Linked DNA regions of Anser cygnoides: regions 1 and 2 are each linked to region 3. A link is a contact called in public Hi-C data. All regions are on one chromosome and are shown on one strand. Each heading gives the region's core, a stretch centred on a gene start, on an enhancer-like site or on the middle of the called end of the contact. The rest is flanking DNA. Distances are from core to core; before and after follow the strand shown. Region 1 overlaps LOC106038726. Region 2 overlaps LOC106038726. Region 3 overlaps MKLN1 (muskelin 1).

Region 1 (3,342 bases), core at 218-2,717, 220 kb before region 3:
AAGTATGTCAGGTAACAGGAAGCTGGGGCAACCTAGTTAATGAAAAACCATCAATAACAATGCTATTCTTTGCAAAGCCAGCTCCTGGCATCTCGGGGTGGTTTGATTAGCTTGGCCACGGCACCGCAGGAACGCACGGATGTAGCCTGGGTGCTGGAGCCACAAGGTCACATTCCTCTAACCCAGCCTCGAGGGTTTGTGCCGAGCTGCTGACCTTCTTTGCACGGTGCTCTGCAAAGCCTCCAGCAGCAGGGTTTAGTCCAGAATCAGCACCGCTGCTCCGGTGTTTGGCCACAGCGAAGTCCCCACCTGAACGGTCCGCTTAGGGACATCGCAAACCCAGCTGCATACGGGGCTCCTCCAGCTCCAACAGCCCTGGTGCCGTGGAGCTGGGATCCTTGGTGCTGTGGGGCTGGGATCTCCTCGCGGCACCAGCTTCACCATGGAACAGGTGACTGAGGCTAAAGGCATCTCAGGAAGGAGCGATTCTTCCAGCAAAGCTCAAAGCAGCGGGGAGAAAGAAGCGGAGGGAAAGTAAAAGCAGATGCTGAGCAGAGCCACAAGCGGTGGAGAAGGAAGAAGCTGGGTTTGTGCTCCTCGCTCGAGCAGCGCGCCCCAAGGACTGCAGGTCCCTGCACACAGTGCTACGTGAGTACAAAGTACAGAACTGCACGCATGCCAGACAAACAGCAGCAGCTCTAAACAATCAAAGCAGTCAATGCCCATTCTACTGCAGGCACAATACAGGTAGAATTTCCCCCAATTTCAGTTTTTTTCCACGAGGAGCTCTGTTCCAAACCCCAACTTGCATAACGCGAGGCTGCTCGGAGCGAACAAAGAGCGGCAGAGCCCTGTTGACAAAGGCGGACTACACAACAATATACCCATGCTAAAAGAAGTACCAACACGGGCGGAAAGTCAGTAAACAAAACAAAAATAAAATGCAGATGGTATGCAGCTAAAGCAAACTGAATGGTTCACTGCATACCTAGCAGGCCAAGAAGGAAGGGAAATTCCTTCCCAGGGTTTACGTGAACAATGAGTTTCCCTGAAAACTCCAGGAGGCCGTTCCCAGCTCCTCCGCTGGCACCGCGAGGAGGAAAAGCAAATGCTGGAAAGGTTGTTTCAGTTCATTACTGACCTCAGTGCAAAGCGTAGTACTGGTGAACTCCAGCGTGGATCAATGTGACCTCTTGCTTCAGTGGTATTGTTGTTACAGCGTGTACAGCACGCAGTGCTGCTTTTTACAAGAAAACGCAGCTGTCCGCGTGCCCCTGGGCGTTCCAGCAGTCCCACAGCTCTGAGCGAACCAAGCCCAACGTGCTGCGGCTCGGTTCCACGCCGAGGGCACCAGCCAGGCTTCCCCTCACTTGTGAGATAAGGAATGGAGAAGACACAACGTGTAACTGTGCAACCGGAGGTAAAGAGTCAAATCCTGAAAGGAGCAACCCGGGTAATGTACCTAAAATTCAGCAAGTGCTCTAGCCAACCCTACAAATCAGAGATGTGAAGAAAATACAGATTTTGGAGTGTCTGTCACCCAATTTGTTAGCAGGCTTTTGGCAGCTGGGCATGCAAATACAGATCAATGTGGCTCTGTAACACCCCATAAAAGATATGCCCAGAAATTCATCAAGAAACTCTCAAAACCTCCTAAAAGCAGGGCAATAAAGCACCATAACATCTAATGGCTATTTTCAAAGAAAAAAACTTGTGGCTCTTCTGCTGCATTGTTTCTACTGCATTAAAATGTCAGTAACGGTTAAAATGTGAAAAATAGGAAAGTCTCACCAATTCAAACCAAACCGCAAACCACTTTGTAAGATCATGGAATTCTACAAGTTAACAGACAAATGAACAAACATGCACACCAATAAAACTGCACAAGAAGAAACATGCCAGCTTCTATTTATTCTCATTCACTGTGTTCTACAGCTTAGGAAAAAAAAGGTTTGAGCAGTAGAGTTTTATTAAAGCTGGAGGTAAATTTTGGAAGTTTGCATTAAGGAAACCAAAATAATTTGCTTTTTCAAAATGGCTTCGATTCAAATCAAATGGAAAAAATTACAAAAGAGTTTCAGAACCTGAAAATAGGGAAGGCTGGAATAAACATGAAGTCATCTATGGATAATGCTCTCCAAACATAAATTCCTACGCTCAATCTTTTGGTAACACTTTGATGTGTGCTGTGGTTAAAGAGAGTTGAAAGAAAGGACAAAAAAGAGGTAGGTTCTGTATTTGCATGTATGTGCAACTCATTATTGCAAAATTTTAGTTCAGGTATAAAAGCTGGCCTAAAACGCTGGCACAATTTTTTTTCTTTATTTTTTTTTTCAGAAGTTTCCATCTCATGTTTTCATACGGGTTTAGAAATCGCTCAAGAATTTCTGATCCTGTGAGCAATTCCAAACGCTAACCTCCTCGTTCTGACAGCAGAACCGAGGCACACAAATATGCACCAGGCATGACCTAGCAAGCCGGGGAGAAAGACTTGGAGCGGGAAGCTCTCTGCTCTCCTCGTGTCCACGTTTCTTGCCACACACGCAGGTCAAGCTTTCCTCTCGTCGCTTGGAAATAGATGGAGAATATGTATACGTGTATGTAATGTCTGGTGAATAGAATTAATGTATATAGTATGTACAGATATTTGAAAAATAGCTTACCACTTACAAAACCAGCTGAAATGGAATAAAAAGGCAATATGACTGTTCCTACAGCACACTGAACCACTACTTGGTCAGCTTCTGACACGGAGCAAACGTATTTTAACACATTTTACTACTTTTGACCAAAGAAGCTGAAAGCCAGCCTTTCAATAGTTATTTGTTAAGTCCAGAGAAATACTCATTAAAAGAAATATACATACATGCAGTTAATTATTGAACAAATTCATTTGCACGATTTTTTCCTGTTGGGTTGCACACTGGAGGTGTCAAAGTCCTGCTGGCACTGGACAGCCGGCTGCTCGGTTAGCTGAGTTCTGCCTGTTAGCACAGCAGCAGAAATACAAGAATATACAACGTCTGACTGCAGAGTTTTAATTAAACCGATCTTATTGCACCGATGTTGATAACCATCATCCACCAAACTCATCCTGTTCTTCAGCCAGCCTAGTTTGGGGCTCTGATCTGCTCGCAGCCCAGCGGAAGCACTGAGCATCAGCACTAACTGCTACAGGAACACAGCTTAGCCATTAATTGCAATTAATCCTGTATGGCTTACCCTGTCCCTCGGAAGAATTCCTAGCTGCAGCAATTCTCAGCTCTCACAGACTATTTTCACACGACCCAGGTAACAAGTGAATTTGATTTCATTCGCTTAGCGTGAAGCCACTAGAGAGAA
Region 2 (3,209 bases), core at 84-2,583, 140 kb before region 3:
CACCACTCCAGGATCTTCTCTTGGCATCATCGTCCCCTCATGCACCCTAAACCCCGCTCCTCGACGCCACAGGGTCCCCTCCGATCCCTGCCGCTCCCTCACGCGCACCAGAACCCAGCTCCTCAGCACCACGGCATTCCCTCCGTCCCCTTCCACCACGATTCCCTCCGGCACCCCAAAACCTCGCTCCTCAACGCCACGGTGCCCCTCTTCCAGCACCGTTCCCTCTCAAGCACCCCAAAACCCCCTCAGTCAACACATCGCCGTCACCTTCCCACCACCGCCATCCCCTCCGGCACCCCAAAACCCCTCTTCTCCTCAACATCTCACCGTCATCCTCCAGCACCCCAAAACCCCACTCACCACAATGCCCCCCCTCCCAACACCACCATTCCCTCAAGCCTCCCGAAACCCCTCTCTCAACACCTCCCCATCACCTCCCCAACACCCCCACCCCTTCCAGCGCCCCAAAACCCACCACGCTTCCCCCTTCCCTCCGACACCCCACAACCCGCAGCACCCCAAACAACCCCCCCCGGCTCCCCTCAGCACCGAACCCCACGCACCCACCTGTGGGGCCGCGGGACCACCACGACCCCGGGGAGCCACCACAAGCCCCGGGGGGCCACCATTAACCCCGGGGGGCCACCATTAACCCCGGGACCACCGCCGAGAGCCGCGTCAATTAATTACCGAGCGCTCGCACGGCGGCAGGAGCACACGAAGGGCTCGGGGAAGTGCTAAATATACCCGCTGCCAGCGAAACCGCCCGTGTCACAGGCCCGGGGCTGGCGAGGCAGCGGCGCTTCCCTCCCCGCCTCCCCCCCCCCCCCCCCGCTTCTTGTCCCCCCCCCCCCCCCCCCCCCCCCGGCCACATTTTGTTTTTTCCATACGCACTTCGAAACGCAGCCCTAACCCCCCCCCACACACACACACACACCCCTCGGTGCTCCGGGGGCTGTCGCGGGTGCGCTGCCTGCCGCTGCTTTATTTTCATTTTTTATTTTTATTTCTTTACTGGGGGGGGTTGTTTGCTTCCACCCCCCCCACACACGTATCCTCGCTGTGAGGAAAACAACATCGCCAAACCTCCTCCTCTTTCCTTCCCCCCCCCCCAAATAAAAAAGGCACCCCAAAAACCCCTCCGTGCCCGCCCTGCGCGCCCTCCTGTCGCGACACAGCGCCCTGTCGCGACACCGGCCCCGCGCACCTGCCGCGCCCGCGGAGTTTATCCTCTCCCTACAGGCGGCGTGCGGGAAGACGAGCAGAAAGAGAAGGAGGAGGGGGGTGTCCCTTAATTAAATTAAATTAATTTAAAAGCGCAGCACCCCCTCCCCCCGCTCCCCCTTCTCCCGGGGGGCTCGGGGCAGGGCGCGGGCAGCCAGGTGCAAGGGGGGCGAGGGCAGGGGGTGGGAGCGGGACGGAGCCTGCCTCCCTCCTTCCTCCCCCGCCTCCTCCTCCTCCTCTCCTCCCCCCCCACCCCCCCCGCCGCCTGTGTTTACCTCAAGTTTGAATTTTATCTGCGCAACATGAGCTGGAATGCGGACATCGAGGCGGGCGCAGCTCCGCGGGGGCTCCGCGGCTCCCCCGACCTCCGCCGCGCAAACATGGCGCCGGCACCGCCGGGGGGGGGGGGCCCCCCTGAACCCGCACACCTTCCCCCCCCCCCTTTCTCTTTTCACCCCTTTTATTTTTTTTTTAATACTGTTTGTTTTTTTTTTTTCTACGCTCCCCTCGCACGCTCGCAACCGGCCGAGCAAACGCGGCACCCCCGCCGCGCCCAGCGCTCCGGCCGCCTCCGCGCAGACCTCCCCCCCCCCCCACTCCGTCCTCCCCTTCCTCCTCCTTCTCCTCCTCCTCCTCCTCCTCACTCACCTCAGCGTTGGCCGCCCCACGCAGCCCCCCATCGCCCCGGGACAGGTGCAGGTGTTGCGAGCCAGGGGGGTCCCGCATGTCGCCTGTCGCCGCCCCCCCCCCCCCCCCCAATCCACACTCCGCCGCCACCAGCAGCAGCAGCAGCAGCACCGCCGCCCCGGGCTCCCCTAATGCTTCCCTCCGCACAATGTTGTTTCATTATATCATGTCCATCATGTGACACCCGGAGGCCTCTCCGTGGAAACTTAAAGGGGACTTTCACGTCACGCCACGCCGCCGGACCCGCCGCCACCCCCGGCCCCACGCCGCCCTAGTGCTGCTGGTGCTGGTGCTGCTGGTGCTGCTGCTACTGCTGGTGCTGGTGCTGCTGGTGCTGCTGCTACTGCTGCTGCTGCTGCTGGTGCTGCTGGTGCTGCTGGTGCTACTTCTGCTGCTGCTGCTGCTGGGGCTGCTGTGAGCGGGCTCGGCTCTGCGGCCAAAACACCGTGCTGGGCTCCCTTCTCGCTGACTGATTAGCGTTGGCTTTATTATCGTCAGTGTTACCATCCTCAACATCAGTGTTACCATCCTCAACATCAGTATTATCATCCTCAACATCAGTATTATTGTCCTCAACATCAGTATTATCACCATTAACATCAGTATTATCACCGTTAGCATCAGTATTATCACCGTTAGCATCAGTACTATCACCGTTAGCATCAGTATTATTCTCATTTTCATCAGTATTATTAGCGTTTTCATCGTCATTATTACCATTTTCATTATTATTATTACAGTTTTCATCATTATTATTATCGTCTTCATCATTATTACTACTTTTTTATCATCATTATTACCGTTTTCGTCATTACTATTGCCGTTTTCATCATTATTATCATCATTTTCATCATTATCATCATTATTATCATCGTTACCATTATTACTATCACTATTATTGTCATTATTACTACCACCATTATTATTACTATTATTCCCCTCCCCTTCCTTTCCCCCCCTGGCAAAACCCCGTGCCCCGACCGCCGCGGCACCTTGCGCAGCGGGGATGCTCCCAGCCCCAGCCGCCTGCGGGATCCCCGGTGCTGCGGCTCCCCCGCTCCCGGCTGCGGCTCCGGTGCTGAAGCAGCAAAAAGTTGGTTGTGCCCGCGAGCCTACGGAGGCAGGAGGTGCGAGCGGGGCCGTTGCTGTGCTTGTGCAGAGCTGAGGCGTTGCTTGGAGATGTGGGTTTACCCCTGCCGCTCGGCCGGTTGGTATAAAAACTACGGAGCAGCTAACCTGTAACACCTCCAGCTTTCTGATCCAGGTTGTAGGGAGAGATGCCTGCCGGAGCCGTT
Region 3 (3,507 bases), core at 660-3,159:
CTAAATCCATATTATATATATTTTTGGGTATAATTTTTTTCTAGACTTTCTGCATTTGGAACAGTCTCAAGAGGAGATTAATGTACTGCTGAGGGAAGCTCGGAATTACTTGACTTGAATTTGGTTTTGATTGCAGTTACTGCAGATGAATCATATTTTATTACCAAGATTAAAAAACAGAGGCACTGAACTTTGGAGACTTTTCCCTCCTTCGTTATTTAAATAATAATTTCAGCTTCAGAAAATCAAGCATAAGCTAGATACAAAATGCATTTATTTAACGATATTTCAGGAGGAGGGATGAGACTTCCGTAGACGAGTTTCATATGCTTTCTGTATCAATGGTAATATGCTAACCATATTCTTCATGATTATAATAATTTTCATTTCAGTGAGCCTGAGGTATTAATGCTCTGAAGATTTGCATGCTTTTTTTTTTTTCTAAAAACACGGCATGGTCTCGAATGTTCAAAGCAGCAGATAGGGTTGCATAGACATTTGCCATCTACATTAGCATTGCTGATCAAATTTAGATGGCTCTCCTGCCAAAAATATCTCAAATATGCCTTGAGTTTAATCCTTCTGGGTCAACAATTCAGTCCCTGACTATGCAAAGAAACACGTTACATGATACTTACTAAAAATTAACGATTTTTGGTCTTCGATTGTCTTTTTGCTCTCGATTTCTTTATTGGGTGACTTTCACAGTACTCTTTAGTTGGATTAAAAAGCTTCCTTGTGGTTTTGCAGCTCAAACAAGGTACGTAGGTGTTCTTGTGCCAGCATTGTTCCTTGCTTTTTTTTTCCTCTGCTCTGTACCAATTTGCTTATAAACCGGATGAATTTTCCTTTAAACTTCATGGCAAAATTGAAGGTCAAAACAGGGAGGCTGATGCTGATGAGGGCTCTGAAGGCTTTTCCATAAAAACAATAAGCAAGGAGTTTGTCAACAGGGCTCTGAAAATGAAATACCCCAATATATTTCAGTTTCTGCTTAGGTTTACATAAGAATTAAGCATTTTAAGAAATGTTTATTTTTTGGCTTTACTAAAGATTTTGGTAAGGGCTTATGCTGTAGAAAACCAAATGCTGCCCAGAATTTTTACATTGACATTTATTACTTTCCTGGCGCACCAAATGAAAACAGAGAAGCATGAGACCAAAACCTATTACAGAAGAGGCTTACAAAATACCGGTTTGTGTATCCTTAAACAGCGATATTAAACGGCTTTATTAGCACAGGGCTTGTTTTCTAGGCCGTGTGTGTCGTTCACAGTTAATTGCAGGGAAGAATTTGCAAAATACAAGAGTTCTGAGAATTTTTCATGCCAAAATCTTGATCGGAGGCCAGGACCCTTTACCAGCCTTTGTAAACTGACCCAGAAAGAGAAATGAGACAAACAGGATCTGTAAACAAAGATCACGTGCTCTTCACAAATACATTTTGGAAGGATGGTTGCCTAGGGAAACAGGAAATGGGAATTATACAACAAACAAAAAGGACTGCCAAACAAATTTGCTGACCTTTTTTCGGGGAATTATGATGAAAACTGCTGGAATCCTCAGTATTTCACCATACTTCTGAACCTGAAGGTGGAGCAGAAGAATAGCCTGATAATTATACCATAAGTATTCAGAAAATACCAAAAACAAAACAACCCTTTCCTTGAAATATTTTTCCTAAAAGAAGCAACACAAAGCTGTGAGCTATGTAGTTGTGAGTTCATCTTGAATTTTTTTGAGTTTCCAGCTTTTTCAGTTATGTGGGAATCAATGCTTCCTTTTACAGATGAGCTAATAATAATTATTCCATTCATATCTTGCAGGGATTGCCTAGCTCTATTGCAATGCAGTTTTATTCTAATTTTGGAGACAGAGTTTCCCAAAGCCCTGTCCATATCTCGCCCTAGGAAACAGCAGCTCTCTGGATGTTTTTTCTGTGCCTCCAGGCATCACAAAGAGGAAAGGAATGAGCAAAGTTACCCAGGACCTACCCTTATGGGGGAAGGAAGGAGTCAGCTTCTGGGTGACGTTTCTTGCTCTGGTCCCTCTCATGTGGTTTTGGAGGGCACACGCGAGAAGTAAATTGTTTGCTTGGTGACTTCTACACAGCTCCTCTTTTAGAGATGTGCTGCTTCAGTTTTAAGTTGTGGCAGTTAACAAGAATACTGAAAGAGGAAAAAAAAATACTGGCTTGGCTTCACTCAGTCCATTGGAATTGGTTTTATGTGACAGATGAAGAGGTGAAAGTACTTAAAAAGAAGAAAATAGGGGAACTAGGTAGTGAGGTTAGATGTAAGATGCTCTTTATCCCAGAATACTGAGAAGTTAGTTAAATGAAATCTCCTGCTTGCACCATGGAAATCGGAAAATGTGCTGAAGTTCAGAGGGAGAAAAATGCTTTTGTCTGGTGCTTGGATCCTTTCTTGTGTACTCCTGCATTTTTAGTGTGTAACTTCTCTTTTTGTCAGTTCCAATGACAGGTTTCACTCAAAGGGCTACCATTGATCCAGAACTGAATGAAATCCATGTCTTGTCAGGGCTCAGTAAAGACAAGGAGAAGCGGGAAGAGAATGTAAGGAATTCTTTCTGGATTTATGACATTGTGAGGAACAGCTGGTAAGTTGATGAAAGGAGTACTATTTCTAACCTCCACGCGGGTTTCTTTAGAAAGCAATCCCACACGATCATACCTCCCAAGTAACTCAATAACTACTTATAACCATGCAGTGGTTGTTAATCTTAAAGACAACTGAGTTCCCTTCAGGCACCTCTCCCAGAGTCTTTAGAAAAAAGACACATGAAAGGGGGAAGCTGTATGAGCTCTTCCTTTACTGGAGGATGGAGGAGAAGTAAGTCCTTATATTAAATTTTTCCTGTAGGAAATGCTCAAGGCCAGGGTTCATTGTCAGTGCAACAAATTCAGTCAAAATGGAAGTTGTTAATTCCAGCGTACATGGTACTGTTTATTAGAAGTGAAGGAAACCGTTCCTCCCTTTATGAATGGGGATGGAGAAAAGTTCATGCTAGAGCTATCGGCTCTTTCCTGTCTGGATTCAGTATTTCATCAGGTGGCTGCTAGATTTTGTATTCTGAGAAAACATCTCCATCTATTTGCTATATGGTATTTGGTAATTGGCTGCCACTACCCCTTTCTGGAGCTGGCAGCATTGTTGTATTTAAGTTCTTTCTAACATGAGGCCAGTCACTCTGAAGGCATGTGTGCTGTTTTTTAAAAATGGGTCTTCAGTTGGAAAAAAACTTAATTCTGCATGGAAATCAGTGATTGAAATCATAGTTTTGATAAAGTTTGTGGCCTAGGTTTCCCATATCTCTGATGTGTCCAAGATGCTATTCTCCATAATGAAAAATATTTCATAGTGACCGTTCTGCTACCAAGTAATGCAACATCTGAAGATACCACCGAGGTACTATCAATCATTACTTATTGTTATATATTGCAGGTCTTGTGTCTATAAAAATGACCAAGCAGCAAAAGAGAATCCA

What was found. A called contact is a pair of places that touch in the nucleus more often than the background predicts.
Region 1: a Hi-C map of liver shows a contact between it and region 3, with 2.5 times the contacts expected there. The contact joins two enhancer-like sites. A contact is called at or near these places in 2 of 7 Hi-C or Micro-C datasets (both in liver).
Region 2: a Hi-C map of liver shows a contact between it and region 3, with 2.0 times the contacts expected there. The contact joins two enhancer-like sites. A contact is called at or near these places in 3 of 7 Hi-C or Micro-C datasets (granulosa cells and liver).

Annotation. Positions count from the first base shown.
Region 1 is chr1:3,862,271-3,865,612 of Taihu_goose_T2T_genome, reverse strand. All of the region lies in intron 4 of LOC106038726, which reads right to left. Among named protein-coding and RNA genes, the nearest start is that of IL2RA, 110 kb to the left of the region's middle. Within about 2 kb of position 1,467, at least 2 of the 3 cell types and tissues checked have open chromatin away from gene starts, as enhancers often do. A contact at or near this core is called in liver, where this site is marked.
Region 2 is chr1:3,783,750-3,786,958 of Taihu_goose_T2T_genome, reverse strand. LOC106038726 reads right to left here. Exons shown (of 7, transcript XR_010833549.1): 2 at 1,876-3,209. Among named protein-coding and RNA genes, the nearest start is that of MKLN1, 61 kb to the right of the region's middle. Within about 2 kb of position 1,333, at least 1 of the 3 cell types and tissues checked has open chromatin away from gene starts, as enhancers often do. A contact at or near this core is called in liver, where this site is marked.
Region 3 is chr1:3,645,598-3,649,104 of Taihu_goose_T2T_genome, reverse strand. It overlaps MKLN1 (muskelin 1), which reads left to right. Exons shown (of 17, transcript XM_067001431.1): 13 at 2,472-2,619; 14 at 3,465-3,507. Among named protein-coding and RNA genes, the nearest start is that of PODXL, 70 kb to the right of the region's middle. Within about 2 kb of position 1,909, at least 1 of the 3 cell types and tissues checked has open chromatin away from gene starts, as enhancers often do. A contact at or near this core is called in liver, where this site is marked.